Regions from separate parts of the Pan troglodytes genome. Here region 2 is linked to region 1. The links are chromatin contacts, called in public HiChIP or PLAC-seq maps. All regions are on one chromosome and are shown on one strand. The core of a region is the stretch at or near the end of the contact, and the rest is flanking DNA. Distances in the headings are between cores, read along the strand shown. Region 1 holds the start of ARID2 (AT-rich interaction domain 2). Region 2 holds the start of ANO6 (anoctamin 6).

Region 1 (6,288 bases), core at 1,542-4,041:
GTAATTATCAAAACAATCCTGGTCACCTAAGTCACCAACATGTTATGCCATGTAGGAATATTCTACTGAAAAACCTATTCAATGACACTGTTCCAAACAAGAAGTTTCATTAAAAAAAAAAAATTCTTAAAGCCAGAATTTTTTAAACTAAAGGAGTTTCCAAAACAAAGAAAAAAATTTTCCCAAAGGTTACAAAGTTTCCTTAACTATCTTAAGTCTTTTACTAAGCATCACCTTTCTGCCCCTCAGTGGGTATCAAGCGATCAATAACAATGTCACAAAAGAATGTTTACCAAGATTGGGGCTGGGGTGTCACCTGTAACGATTTTGTATGAAAAATGTAAACGATCCTGAAATTGGTGAGGAAGACTTTCACCTTCCTACAATCTCACTTTATTTATATTAAATGTGTCTCAGTCTGAAATGAACAAGAGCTTAAGAACTGTTTGGTGTGCAAGGTTTGCTTTTGTTTTTGCTAAAAACAAATCTCTCCATAAGTCCCTTATTTCCAAATACTATGGAAAAGTCACTACTACTCACCGCAAGTAATACTGTTTTAAAGCAAAGGCAGCGTTAGAACAACTTCTGGGAAAGTTGAACTCTTCAACAATTTCTCCCCACTGATTCTTCTCAGAAACCTGGTAAAACACAGGCACAGTTGTCTGAACGTGAACAATCTAAGAAAATCTTAACCTAACTATGAAATAAATACCCATTCTACAGAGATCTGTAGATACCTAAGGCATCAGTGGGTGTTTCGGATCGATCGGTAAGAGTTACTAAGCAAGGGCTTCTTGAATCACTGTGTTTTCACCAGAGAGCCCTGTATTTAATACCACTTGTTTTGTTTGGGGGTGGGGGGGGGGGGGTTTGGTGGGTTTGTTTTGTTTTTGAAGCCCGGACAATAACCAATCGCAAGTCCCTCTGTCGCCCCCTTTTAAATCTCAACGCGGTCCGTTTACACTAAAAAAAAAAAAAAAAAAAAAAAAAAAAAAAAAAAGTTCAAAAGGATCAATACAGTTCCGGACAGCGACGTCCGCGGGTTGGTGGGGGGGCCGGGGCTGGGGCCGATTCCGATCCCTCTCCCAGATCTATCCATCTCCATAGGCCCTTCTTTGAGGCCTACAGCTTCTGCCTAGCCTTGAAGCCTAAGATGGCTATTTGGAGACAGGTCCTGGTTTCTTTTGTTAGCTGTATAAACCGAGGGCGACGGGGCCGAGGCTGTGCCCCCGGCTGCCGGGATCATTTCGCAGCCGATTATCGATGTTAAACCTGCCCGCGCTAATTTTGAGTTGCACGAAAACTGCTCTCAGAGTCTGTGTGTCTCTGTGTCTCCGCCTGTGCTAGAGCGGCAGCGGCGGCAGAGCTGACTCGCGAGCGAGCGGGCGGGCGGCGCGGGAGCGGGGCGGGCGCGGGGCTCAGGCTGGCGCCCCGCACGCCCGCACTCCCCGCCGCGGCGCTCAGACCCCGCCGGCCCGACCGGGCACCGGGCAGGGCGCGAGCCGGCGCCGGGCCGCCCGCCCGCCGGAGCCCCGCGCCCGCCGCGCGCACGCGAGCCACCAGGCCAAAAACAGCCCCGCCGCCGTCCGCCTCCGTGCCACCGGCTGGGAGCGAAAAGAACGCCTTTTGCCCCCGCGGGCCACCCCCCCAGCCCCAAGCGCCCACTCCGGGGTCAAAGGAGACTTTTTGGAGGAGGCCAGCGAGAGGGAAATACAAATTAAAACTTCCACTCACCTTCGCGAATCCGCCTAAAGTAGTGACTCTGGTGTAGAGACCGTGAAGATCCAGCTCCTTCCCACCCACCGCAGGGATTTTTTTAAAAGGCGACCTGCGGGAGAGAGAAAGCCCCGCACTTGTCAGCCGGGACCCCGTGCCCGGCCCGGGCGGGAGAGCCCCGTTCGCCCCGGCTCGCCCCGGCGCTGCCCCCCCGGTTCTGCTCTCACCCTCTGCTGTGGTGGAACTGCCGCAGCTCGTCCAGGAAAGCGAGTCCCTTTCTCCGCTCGTCCGGAGGCGCCTTCCCCGTCGAGTTTGCCATTATTTTTTCAAAGGAGGTTTTTAAAAAACCCAGATCGGTGTTTTAAAAGCGCCCCCCGCTCCCAGCGCTTCCTACCAGAGCCCGGAGCCCATTCCTCGGCCGGCGGCGGCGGGGCTCAGTCATGGGCCGGCGGTGGCGGCGGCGGCGGCGGCGGCGGCGGCGGCGCAGGGAGGGAGGGAGGGAGGGGGAGGAGGAGGAGGAGGGGAAGGAGGGAGCAGGAGGCCAGGGGGAGAGGAGGGAAGGAGGGAGGGGAATTTCTAAAAAAGTTTAAAGAAATCGGAGCGAAACTAGAAGGGCAGGCGACTGCCGGATCCGCGCGAAGCCGCGGGGCGAGCGCGGCCCCCACCCCTTCCTTCCCTCCCTCCCCGTGGCCCGGCTCTCGCCCGCCTCTCAGCGCCGCCGGCTGAGGCAGCTCAGCCCGGGGACGCGATTCAACATGGTGCTGCTGCCGGGGGCGCGCGAGCGGGCGATGGGCAAGGCGAGCCGATGGTGAGGGGTCTGGGCGGCCAGAGGCCCAAGAGTTTCGGCGGCGGCGGCGGCGGCGGCGGGGCTAGGGCAGGCGGGGCTGGGGGTGGGGAGGGGGAGGTCTGTGTGGTGGTTTGTGGAAAGCGCGGTGACAGCGTGTATTTCGGCCCCGGCTCCGCGGGGCCCTCGCACACATTCACGCGCGGCCTCGGCCGCGGAGGCCAGGGCGTCCCCGGGCAGAAGCACCAGCGGCAGCTGAGCCGCTGCGCGCCGCCCGCCTGCTTCCCTCCCCGCCAGCCTCCCTCTCTGCCGCCGCCACGGCCTGGCAGCCAGTGTCACACAGCGACCCCCGAGGGCTGGCCGCGGCACTGCGCCTGGCTCCACACCGCCCCGGCAGATCCTCGCGGGGAACAATAGACTCGACTCGCCGGGCTTAGGGTTCGTCTGCAATGTGCCGCACATTTCACACGCACACAAAGCCGGCGGAAAGGGGGGCGGTGCGGGGAAACGGCCACTACCGGTTGTTCCAGGGTTAGGGGTGGAGGCGATGTTCGCGTCCCCGGCCCGGCTGTTGGAAGGGCCGCCTCGGAGTCCCCGCCCGCCCGACAGAACCGGTGTGGCGCTCTGAAGGGAAAGGAAGCTCACCGGGGTAGCTCCTCACGCTACGCAACATTCACAGATCGGAATAAAGTCAATTTGTTACCTTCTGTTTTTGTAAAATCTAAAGGAATCGGCTTTTATGAGCCGTATGCTAGTATTTTGGGGCCTGGTTAGCACATTTTCTATGAATTATCCACACGCTAACTTTAGCAAACTATACGATAAATACAATGTGAACTGTCTGTCCTAGTTCTGTGGAAATAGAGTAATGCTCTTAATTCATCTTGCCGCTGGTTGGCTTCACATATCAAACTGGAGTATTCTATGAGCAAAGTTATGCAAACTAACTAAACTGGTTGGGAAGCAATCTATCGAACTTCGACAATAATAATTAACGTTACATTTTTATAGTAAGGTCTCTTCAAGATTGCTGCGTTTAAAATAAATATCGAATAAAACGTTTTTCTTTGCTTTCAAATGTCTTAAATGTAATCCTCGTTTAAAATATTTTGAAGGTTAAAAAAACTCTTTGCTTAAATGAGTCAAAACATCTCAACAAATACTACCACCTAAATTTGCATTTACGAGGGGTGTTGGAGCCGGCTCTTTGCTACAAATGTTAATTAAGATTACAGTACGTGAAACGTATTATTATTCCCATTTTAGTGACGGCCACCACGGGCAAAGTCACTGCCTAACCCAAGGTCACAGGGTAGTAGGGGTCTGGATGGGTTATTTCAGGTAGTCGTTCCAATGGGAACATTGCTTTGGAGGTGAAAAATTATGTAATATAGTGCAGCGTGCTTCCGGTGCTCACTCTAGGAAACGGACTTATTTCCCAACTAAAGTTTGTCTCTTAAGTGGGGTCGGAATAAGGTTGTGGCTAGGAAGTTCCTGACAACCCAGGGCCAGTGAGTGTCTCGGAAGCCTGTGAGGGGCGGAGACCCGGCCCGGGGAGGTGGAGAAGCTCGGCGGCCGCGGGAGACTAGGGGTGAGGCTGCTGCGAGGAAGACCCGGTCAGCTGTCCCTTTCCCCATCGGTCCTCTTAGGGGGAGTGGAGATGTGGGCCTCGGAGCTGCGTGGCCCGGGCTGTGCGGATTCCCTAAACGCCGCACTTGCGCACAGCCCCTTACGTAACCGTCAGTGCCGGGGATTCCCTGGAGGGGGTCATTCTATTCAACCATTATACACACCCCGGGCTCCTGCCGCCGCGCCGCCGCCGCCTCACAAAATGGCGGCGCCCATAGAGGAGACCGCGGCCGCCTCCCCGGCCCCATTTTGTGGGAGGCGAGAGATCTGTCAACATGGAAAACCTCTGCTGAGGATGCATTCGAGTTTGGAAACCCCACTTAAGGGATGGAGCCTGGGGGATCACATTAAACGGAAAATGCCAACGACTTCTACCACCTCTACGCGTTTTTAGTTTTTCATTTTCTCGAAGGAAGCGCCAGAAGCCTGTGGAGTAATTGTAACTAGAGGGAGAACGGAAAGCTGAGGTGACTGCTCCGGGGACTTGGCGCGGCGCCTTGATGGTTTTGGTTGCTCTTCCACGCTCCCGGCAGCTGACCAGAATCTCTTGGAGGGTCTCCTGGGCCACCTCGGCCGCGCCAGTCGTGCAGTGAGAATTCTGTAGTTTTAAAATGCCACAGTCCACGGCCCGGTCGGCACCGATCGCCTGAATCGTGGGCTTTGGGAACCTTGGAGGCTACTGCTCCAGGAACTCGCGGTCGGCCGGGAGCCGGGGAGCTTCGTTGCCGGGAGCGGGCGGTATTCGCGGACTCCGGCGGCCCTGGCGGGTCGCGGCCGGGATCCGAGCCGGGGATGACGATGCTGATGGAGCTGATGGGGCAAGAGTGGGAACGGAGGCACGTACACTGAAATTTAAGTCATCCAAGTTGGGACTTAAGATAGCAGGTTAATATTGTCTCAGGCGAGACTTAGAACGTCTTTTCTGGTATCCCAGTCTGCAGTGGGCAAATCTATTGTCTTTATTTCTCATTTAAGGGCAGAATGGAGGGATGACATATTTTTACTTTTCAAGAGGCGGTTGCCACTTTTAAGTCACTGTTATTTGTGTGTGTGTGTGTGTGTACATACGCAAACATATACAATAGTGTGTTTTCAGAGCAAGTATCAAAGGCTAAAGACTTGGAGTGATACTAGTGTTTAAAAGCCTTTTATAAAAAATTAAGATGTGATGAGAAACTGGAGAATTGACTTTTAAAAATTTCTTTTCTGTAGAAGAGGCTATCTTCAAAATGGAGTCCTAAAGTATATCTGATGGATAGAATTTAAATTCTTAACACTGTATATACCCTGTGGTCAAAAGCATCAACGTAAAACTTGATGTTTATCAGATTACTTATATTTCAATTTTCCTGTGGTTAGAAAAATTAAGACAGAAGTAAGCTATTAACGGTATTTGCTTGTAAGAGTAACGTTAAAGGTTTAAGGAAAGGTTTGTTGAAATAGATATGCATCACACGAATAATTTATTTTCAATGTTGTTTTCCAGTTGCAGCAATCATTTGTGTTTACATGACTTTTTAAAAAAGGGTTTAGTTTATGTTGATTTTGACCCTCTTATTTAATCTCTAGTGCAGAAGTGCAGCTTTCTGCAGGCTGCGCCTCAATCGCTAAGTTCCGCTCTCCATCCTCTGCCGCGCTACTCCTGGCATGTGGATCACCAAGATACAATTTCTGGTCCTGTCTGTTCTTATTGATGTCCTTTAAAGTTAATAAATTTGATCGCCACTAATCAGTCTGTATCTCTTGCAAAAACACCACATTTAGCATCCAAGTAGAGTCAGAGTATGTTTTTTATGAGATTGTACCAAAGTAACCTTCTATTACATTTTTTATTACCATATTGCATTTCCTATAGTGGGCAGCATAGAGCAGGTGGATCCTGGCAAAGTAATGTTAGAGATGTGCTGACAGCTTTACAATAGATATTCTCCAACTAATTTGACAAGATATAAAATAAAATGTAGTTCGTAGTTTTCAAGCATTAATGGAAAGTGTTCCTATTAAAAAATTACCAATAACAGTGGAAATTGTTGCAATCCAATTTGTATAGTTTACTGTTTTGATGACAAAGCGCTTATGATGGGAAAAATGTAGTGTTGCTTTTGTAACTGCAAACGCTGCACGCCGTAATTAGAGGTTTATGTTATTTTATTTGAATT
Region 2 (6,171 bases), core at 2,786-5,285, 520 kb after region 1:
CAGCACTTTGGGAGGCTGAGGTAGGATAATCACTTAAGCTCAGGAGTTTGAAACCAGTCTGGGCAACGGTGAGACCTTGTCTCTACCAAAAAAAAAAAAAAAAAAAAAAAAATTGGCCAGGCATGGTGTCACAAGGCCTGTGGTCCCAGCTACTCGAGAGGCTAAGGTTGGAGAATTGCTTGAGCCTGGGAAGTCAAGGCTGCAGTGAGCTGTGACTGCGCCACTGCACTCCAGCCTGACAGAGGGAGACCCTGTCTCTAAATGAATAAATAAAAGTACAATAAAAATACAGTGTTTCAAAAGTAAGCAGGAACCCACTGTTTAAAAGGCTCTAAATTCCAGCTACTAGAGGGCACATTTCCATATACATACATAAAGCATCTCTATGATATAATCAGGGACCCCATCCAGTTAGAAAGTTTTTTTTTTGGAGGGGGGGAGGTCTCTTGCAAATTAGGCCATTATAATGCCCAATGGTATACCCAGGAACTCGTGTCAAAATAATTCTAAGGCTGGGTACAGTGGCTCATGCCTGTAATCCCAGAGCTTTGGGAAGCAAAGGCAGCAGAATGGCTAGAGGCCAGGAGTTCAAGACTGCAGTGAACTATGATCTTGCCACTACACTCTAGCCTAGGTGACAGAGCAAGACCCTGTCTCTAAAAATAATTCTCCCAGTCTGAATTATAAAGGTAATATTAATAGAGGGATTTCACAGAAATCTTCCGTACCCAAGTGGGTTTCAAACTATTATACAACTACTGACAGTGACAATCAAGTACTAGGAGAAATATTAGTTAATAGCGTAAATACAGACGTGCATTGCAAAATTAAAGGCAGAGGTTAAAATTATCTTCATTTCACCAGTCTCCTCTCCCACAGTTGGAAATAATAATTATTTTGTAAAAGGCTTTGGACCACTATCAGCCTACTCCTGGTAATCTTTAAAAAGGCTTATTCTTTTGTAAAGGCATAAACTTAACATTGGCATAGTTAAGTATTTTCTGATATAAAATCACTACAACCCACATTAAATTTGTACTTCCAAAAAAACAACCAACTAGGTGGATATGGTGGTGCCTAAAGTCCCAGCTACTTGGGAGGCTTAAGTGGGAGGATCGCTTGAGCCCCGTAGGTCGAGGCTGTAATAAGCCATTCACATCACTGCACTCTAGCCTAAATGACAGAGCGAGACCCTATCTCAAAAAAAAAAAAAAAAGAGAAAGGAACAGAAATCACATTCATAGATACTGGGTGTTAGAACATCAGCATATCTTTTCATTCACTGAGAAGAAAAAAATATTGCCAAGACCTGTTTAAATGGTACCTGCTGCTTGACATAAAATACGTTGAGATGACCCCTACAGTAGAGACCCCAGGGCCCCACAGGAATAGTGGGAAATGCCCTACTAATATTAACACTAAAGTATTAGTATTAGTAGTTTCTAGAGGGTGGGGAGGAGTAGAGATATTTAACTTTTTCTTAAGTCTATCTACACTGTTTGACTGGACAAAACTAGCATGAATGACATGTCATTAAAAATAAATGCCACACGCTTAAGATGAATTTATACGATGCCTCAATAGGTAAACACAGACTAGACCAAATTACTTTCTAAACTGAGATCTACTGCTGGCACAGTAAAACAAAGCTCAGAGCCTCTTGCTTACTTCAGTTCCCATGTGAGCTTCTGCCCTTATTTACTTACAATACTCATTATAAACAGTGCAGCTCACCATAAAAGACAATAATACTTTCCTGGGAAACAGACTGTGCCAATTTTATTGTAACTTTTTAAATTTCACTCCTATATTTTTATGTAATCATCAGGTACTACTTAATCTTGCTAAACAGTAGTAACAGCCAGAGTGACCCAGTGGTAAGAGCATCAATCTTCACTGGTTTTACAAGTCAGAAAACCTGGGTTTGAAAGTGTGAGAAGCTGGGCAGACCAACCTGTGCGCTTCAGTTTTCTCTCCTATAAAAACTACTACTATTTGCTCTCTCCTTAAAGATGAATAACTAGTAAATTGTTCTTAAATGAATGAATGAAATGTGAAACTAAATCATGGAGTGTAATCTCCTCTATTCGATTTGTCCCTGGACAACCAAGAAGTTACCAAATTTTTTTGATCGAAATATTCCGTGCCCAAAATGTAACAGAAATAAAAACCACACCCAATTCCTAAAATTAAGTTACTTTTAAAGTTATTAGATAACAACAGGGCTTTAGAACATCAGCAGGATGTTCTGCTTTAAAATTGATTTGGCATCCAGGAGACTAAGCCGAGTCGCCACAACAGACTGGCTTGGTAATTTAATTAGAGTCTTCTGGAGGGACACATTATATCATCATCCCCCGACAGTGTTCTCTTTAGGGACCTGATTTTCTCTCTAGTCCTCTCATTCCTTTCCCCTTCCTCACCTCCTCTCATCCCTTTTGTTTGCCCTTTTTTTCATTTTTGCTCTTAAAACAGCTCTCCCTCGGTTCGTCTTGTCACTTCCATGCATTTTTAACTCTAACTAGAAATGGGTCACCCCAGGTTTGCTCCCCAAGCCCCAGGGCCCCTCAGGACGAGTGAAAAAGGCCCTGCGGTCCACCCTGCCTGGGGGAACTCCTCCTCCGATCACAGCTCCGGTGGGCTCCGCAGATGGGAAAGGGTTTCCAGCGCGCGCCTAGCGGCCACAAATCACTTCCCGGGGCCGCCCCGCCAGGCCTCAAACCTCCCAGAGCCATCGGTCGGCTTTTACTTTAACGAGGATTCAGATGGGTCACACCCTGTCCTCCAAATGCGGGCCTGCTCCCCGGACCCCGCCCAGGGGGCTCGCCCCAGTGCCCAGGCTCCTCGGCAACCCTAGCACTGTGCGACTCGGGGAAGTGACCCCAAAGTTGCTTCTGAGTGGAGACTTCCGCACGCAGAGGCGTCCCCGCAGCTGCCAGGCTTTTCAGGGGCAGCATCCCCCGCCCGTCAGGAGCCTGTCCTCGGGGCCACCACGCGCCCCGCGCCTCCGCCCCGCCGGGGCCGCACCGGGGCCTCAGTCTGCAAGCAGCCGGGGACAGCGGGCTTCCTCCCCTGCCCGGAGCGGCCGAGCGTCTCGGCCAACCTCCCCCGCGGAGAGCACAGCGCCCCCGCGCAGTCCCCGAACTTCTTCCCGCGTCGGCTCGGGCTCTCGGGTGGGGACGCGGGGACCCCTCGCTCACCGATATCCCCATCGTCGTCGTCGTCCTCCTCCTCCATTTGTAGCAAAACATTCCTGCTCATCTTTTTCATGTCTCCCTCAGAAGGCGGCTCCGAACTTGGCGCGAAGTTGGGGGCTCCCGGGTTCCAGAACGGCGCGGCTCTCCCAGGGGCCGGATCGGGGACCGCGGGGCGTGTGTCGCTTGGGCTCAGGGGCCGCTGTGCCCAGCCAGCGCCGGGGAAAGCCGAGCCGAGGCACCCACCGACCGGAGCCCAGAGCCGGAGGACGCCTCTCGCCTGCCGAGCAGAGCCCGGAGACTGAGCATGCCCAGTGCGGCCGCCGCGGCTCGCTGCGGAATGATTGAACTTCCCGGTTTTACGAGGCGCGCAGAAGGAAGTCGGCAGGCGAGACTGCAGAGGGAGTAGTGCGATCCTGCGCGCGGGGGAACTAGCTGGAGGGCAAGGCGGGAACACGTGAGTGCGGGAGTGGACTGGGTTCCCTAAGCATTGATCCCAAGCAGGGCAGCTTTTCGTTCCAAGGTCGTCTGTGGACACACACTGTGGCTTGCTTTGTTTTAACGTCTGATACTGGAGAGGAGGGAAATGCTGCTGCAGCACAACTGCAGAACCCTGGAAGGCGAACTCGTTTGAATGGCTTTTAAAGGCGACGTGGAGCTAATAATGGGGGGATCTTAAATTACTCTAGCTCCGAAGTGGGAAAGTGGAATCTGTACGGGTAGGGTAAGATTACGGTGGAGTCGGGGTGGGAGGAGAGGCAAAACTCAGAGAATAAGCAAAAGAAGAAGGGGCGGGACGGACGGGAGTGGGGGTGGAGAGAATTTTCTAAATAAACGTGTGCACAAAGGCAGGAGGATTTCCGCATACATTGAGGTCGCGGAGAGTGGAGAAGCGCCCCCTACCCCGCCCGCGCGAGCACACAGGGAGTGGTCGGAAGATAATCGCTGAAGCGTCCAGCCTATTTGTACAATTGAAACTAGTCCTCTGTGTCAAAGAGGGAGAAGAAGCCGAAGACCACTAGAGTTAGATGTAAACTCTTCTAAAGCAATGTGGAAAGCTATAATAAGAGAAAAGAAAGTAGTGAAATAAGATTAAGGCAGAGAGTTTTTATTTTTATTTTTAATGCTTTCCTGGAAACCAAAGGGACCGATAGGACAAATACAAAGGGATTTAGTACTTTAAAGACCCTTGGAGTTGTTTGAACGGCAGGTTTTGGGGATCGCGTGTCTACGAAACTTTTTTCAAAAAAGCTGGTACATTCAGGTTGTTCAATTTTGACTTCTCAAAAGGGCTAGAAGGTATATTTGAAATCTTGGTTATATGTGTTATTGTCTACTCATTGAAATTGTTTATATTTTTTCCACTGAAGTGCTAGGGTTATCACAATAACACTAAATCTACTGTGCATGTTTTTTCTTCCACATACTTTTTTAAAGACGGTCTCGCTCTGTTGCCGAGGTGGGAGTTCAATAACTAGAACTACAAGCGGAGCACACCACCATGTGGGGCTTATTCTTAAATTTTTTGTAGAGATGGGTGTCTCACTATGTTGCCCAGGCTGGTTTCGAACTCCTGGCCTCCAGCAATCCTTGCACCTCAGTTTCCTAACATTTTTAATGTTCTCTCTGAAAGAAAGAAAACATTGGGACCAATCTTAAGTGGGAAAATAGCCATGAATATATACATGAAAAGACATGATGAAATTACTTTTAAGAAAATACCCGGGAAACACTATACTTGCTTCTTGAGGTACTTTTTTTGAATAAACAGAATTGTTTTTAGTATAAAGAGACAACAATACAGTACTCTGAAGATAGGAGAAAAAAATGATGGGAGAAGAAAGATGAGAAGAGATTGTTTCCTTTCACTGAACACTCTCCCCTGAGCTTGTGAAACTCACTAAAAGTAGAAACTTCAAAAGTGTTTTGGTTACATGATCAATTTTTACAATTTTCTTTTAACAAATTTTTGTGTAGTACTTTTTATGTGCTAGGAAAAGTTTTACATGTTTTATAAGCATCCAGTCATTCAACCCTCATAACAACCCTAGAAAGTGTTATCATTTTTCTTCAGGTGTGAGGCAACTTGAGCAACTTGTCCAAAATCACACAGGGAATAAATAGTGGAGCCAGGATTGAAACCTCAACAGCTTGTTTCAGAATCAGTGCTCATAGCCTCTTCATAAACCACCTCCAGAGACATGTCCCAATCCATTTTTTTTTTTTCAGATCACTTTTTCCCCCACCAATTCAAAATTCAAAGTCTCATCAACTCCCTGCCATAGTTCTTTCACCAAATGTTCTCTTTTTTTTTTTTTTTAAGACAGAGTCGCACTCTGTCACCCAGGCTGTAGTGCAGTGGCTAGATCTCGGCTCACTGCAAGCTCCACCTCCCAGGTTCACGCCATTCTCTGGCCTCAGCCTCCGGAGTAGCTGGGACTACAGGCGCCCACCACCACGCCCAGCTAATTTTTTGTATTTTTAGTAGGGACGGGGTTTCACCGTGTTAGCCAGGATGGTCTAGATCTCCCGACCTCGTGATCCGCCCGCCTCTGCCTCCCAAAGTGCTGGGATTACAGGCGTGAGCCACCGCGCCCGGCCTTGTTCTCATTTTTATGGACTAAGACTTCGGTCAAAGTTACTTTGTAGTTAAAAAATTATCGAAGTTGACTTTGCAACAAGTTTTAATTAGTCATTTAGAATTCTTCACAGATTTTTAAGAGTTTACATTTTTCTTCTTTGATAAATGTTGCAGCGAAACATTGTTGGCCTTATATGTAAAGGTAACTGTTGCTAGAAGGGAACTCTATTATTAGTAAATTCCATTCTTTCCTCTAATCCATTTTATTTCCTACCACTTCTCTTCTGCATTTTTTTTCAGTTGAGCAATCAATATATGCCTCAGAAATAGGATAATAGGCCTATGTAAGAGCCACACATTTAACCCTGAAGAATTATCATCCATACAATAATAATT

The links. HiChIP or PLAC-seq counts read pairs in DNA pulled down with a chosen protein or histone mark.
Region 2: an H3K4me3 HiChIP or PLAC-seq map of stem cell-derived excitatory neurons shows a contact between it and region 1, with 14 times the contacts expected there. The contact joins the promoter of ANO6 here to the promoter of ARID2 in region 1. A contact is called at or near these places in 1 of 7 Hi-C or Micro-C datasets (stem cell-derived neural progenitor cells) and 1 of 1 datasets of contacts at active chromatin or transcription factors (stem cell-derived excitatory neurons).

What each region holds. Positions count from the first base shown.
Region 1 is chr10:50,119,984-50,126,271 of NHGRI_mPanTro3-v2.0_pri, forward strand. ARID2 (AT-rich interaction domain 2) reads right to left here and starts at 2,792. Exons shown (of 22, transcript XM_063786745.1): 1 at 1,944-2,792; 2 at 1,735-1,828; 3 at 541-638. The coding sequence starts at 2,035.
Region 2 is chr10:50,635,689-50,641,859 of NHGRI_mPanTro3-v2.0_pri, forward strand. It overlaps ANO6 (anoctamin 6), which reads right to left and starts at 4,036. Exons shown (of 20, transcript XM_509014.8): 1 at 3,201-4,036. The coding sequence starts at 3,270. It overlaps LOC134807570 (a long non-coding RNA gene), which reads left to right and starts at 3,550. Exons shown (of 5, transcript XR_010148327.1): 1 at 3,550-3,651.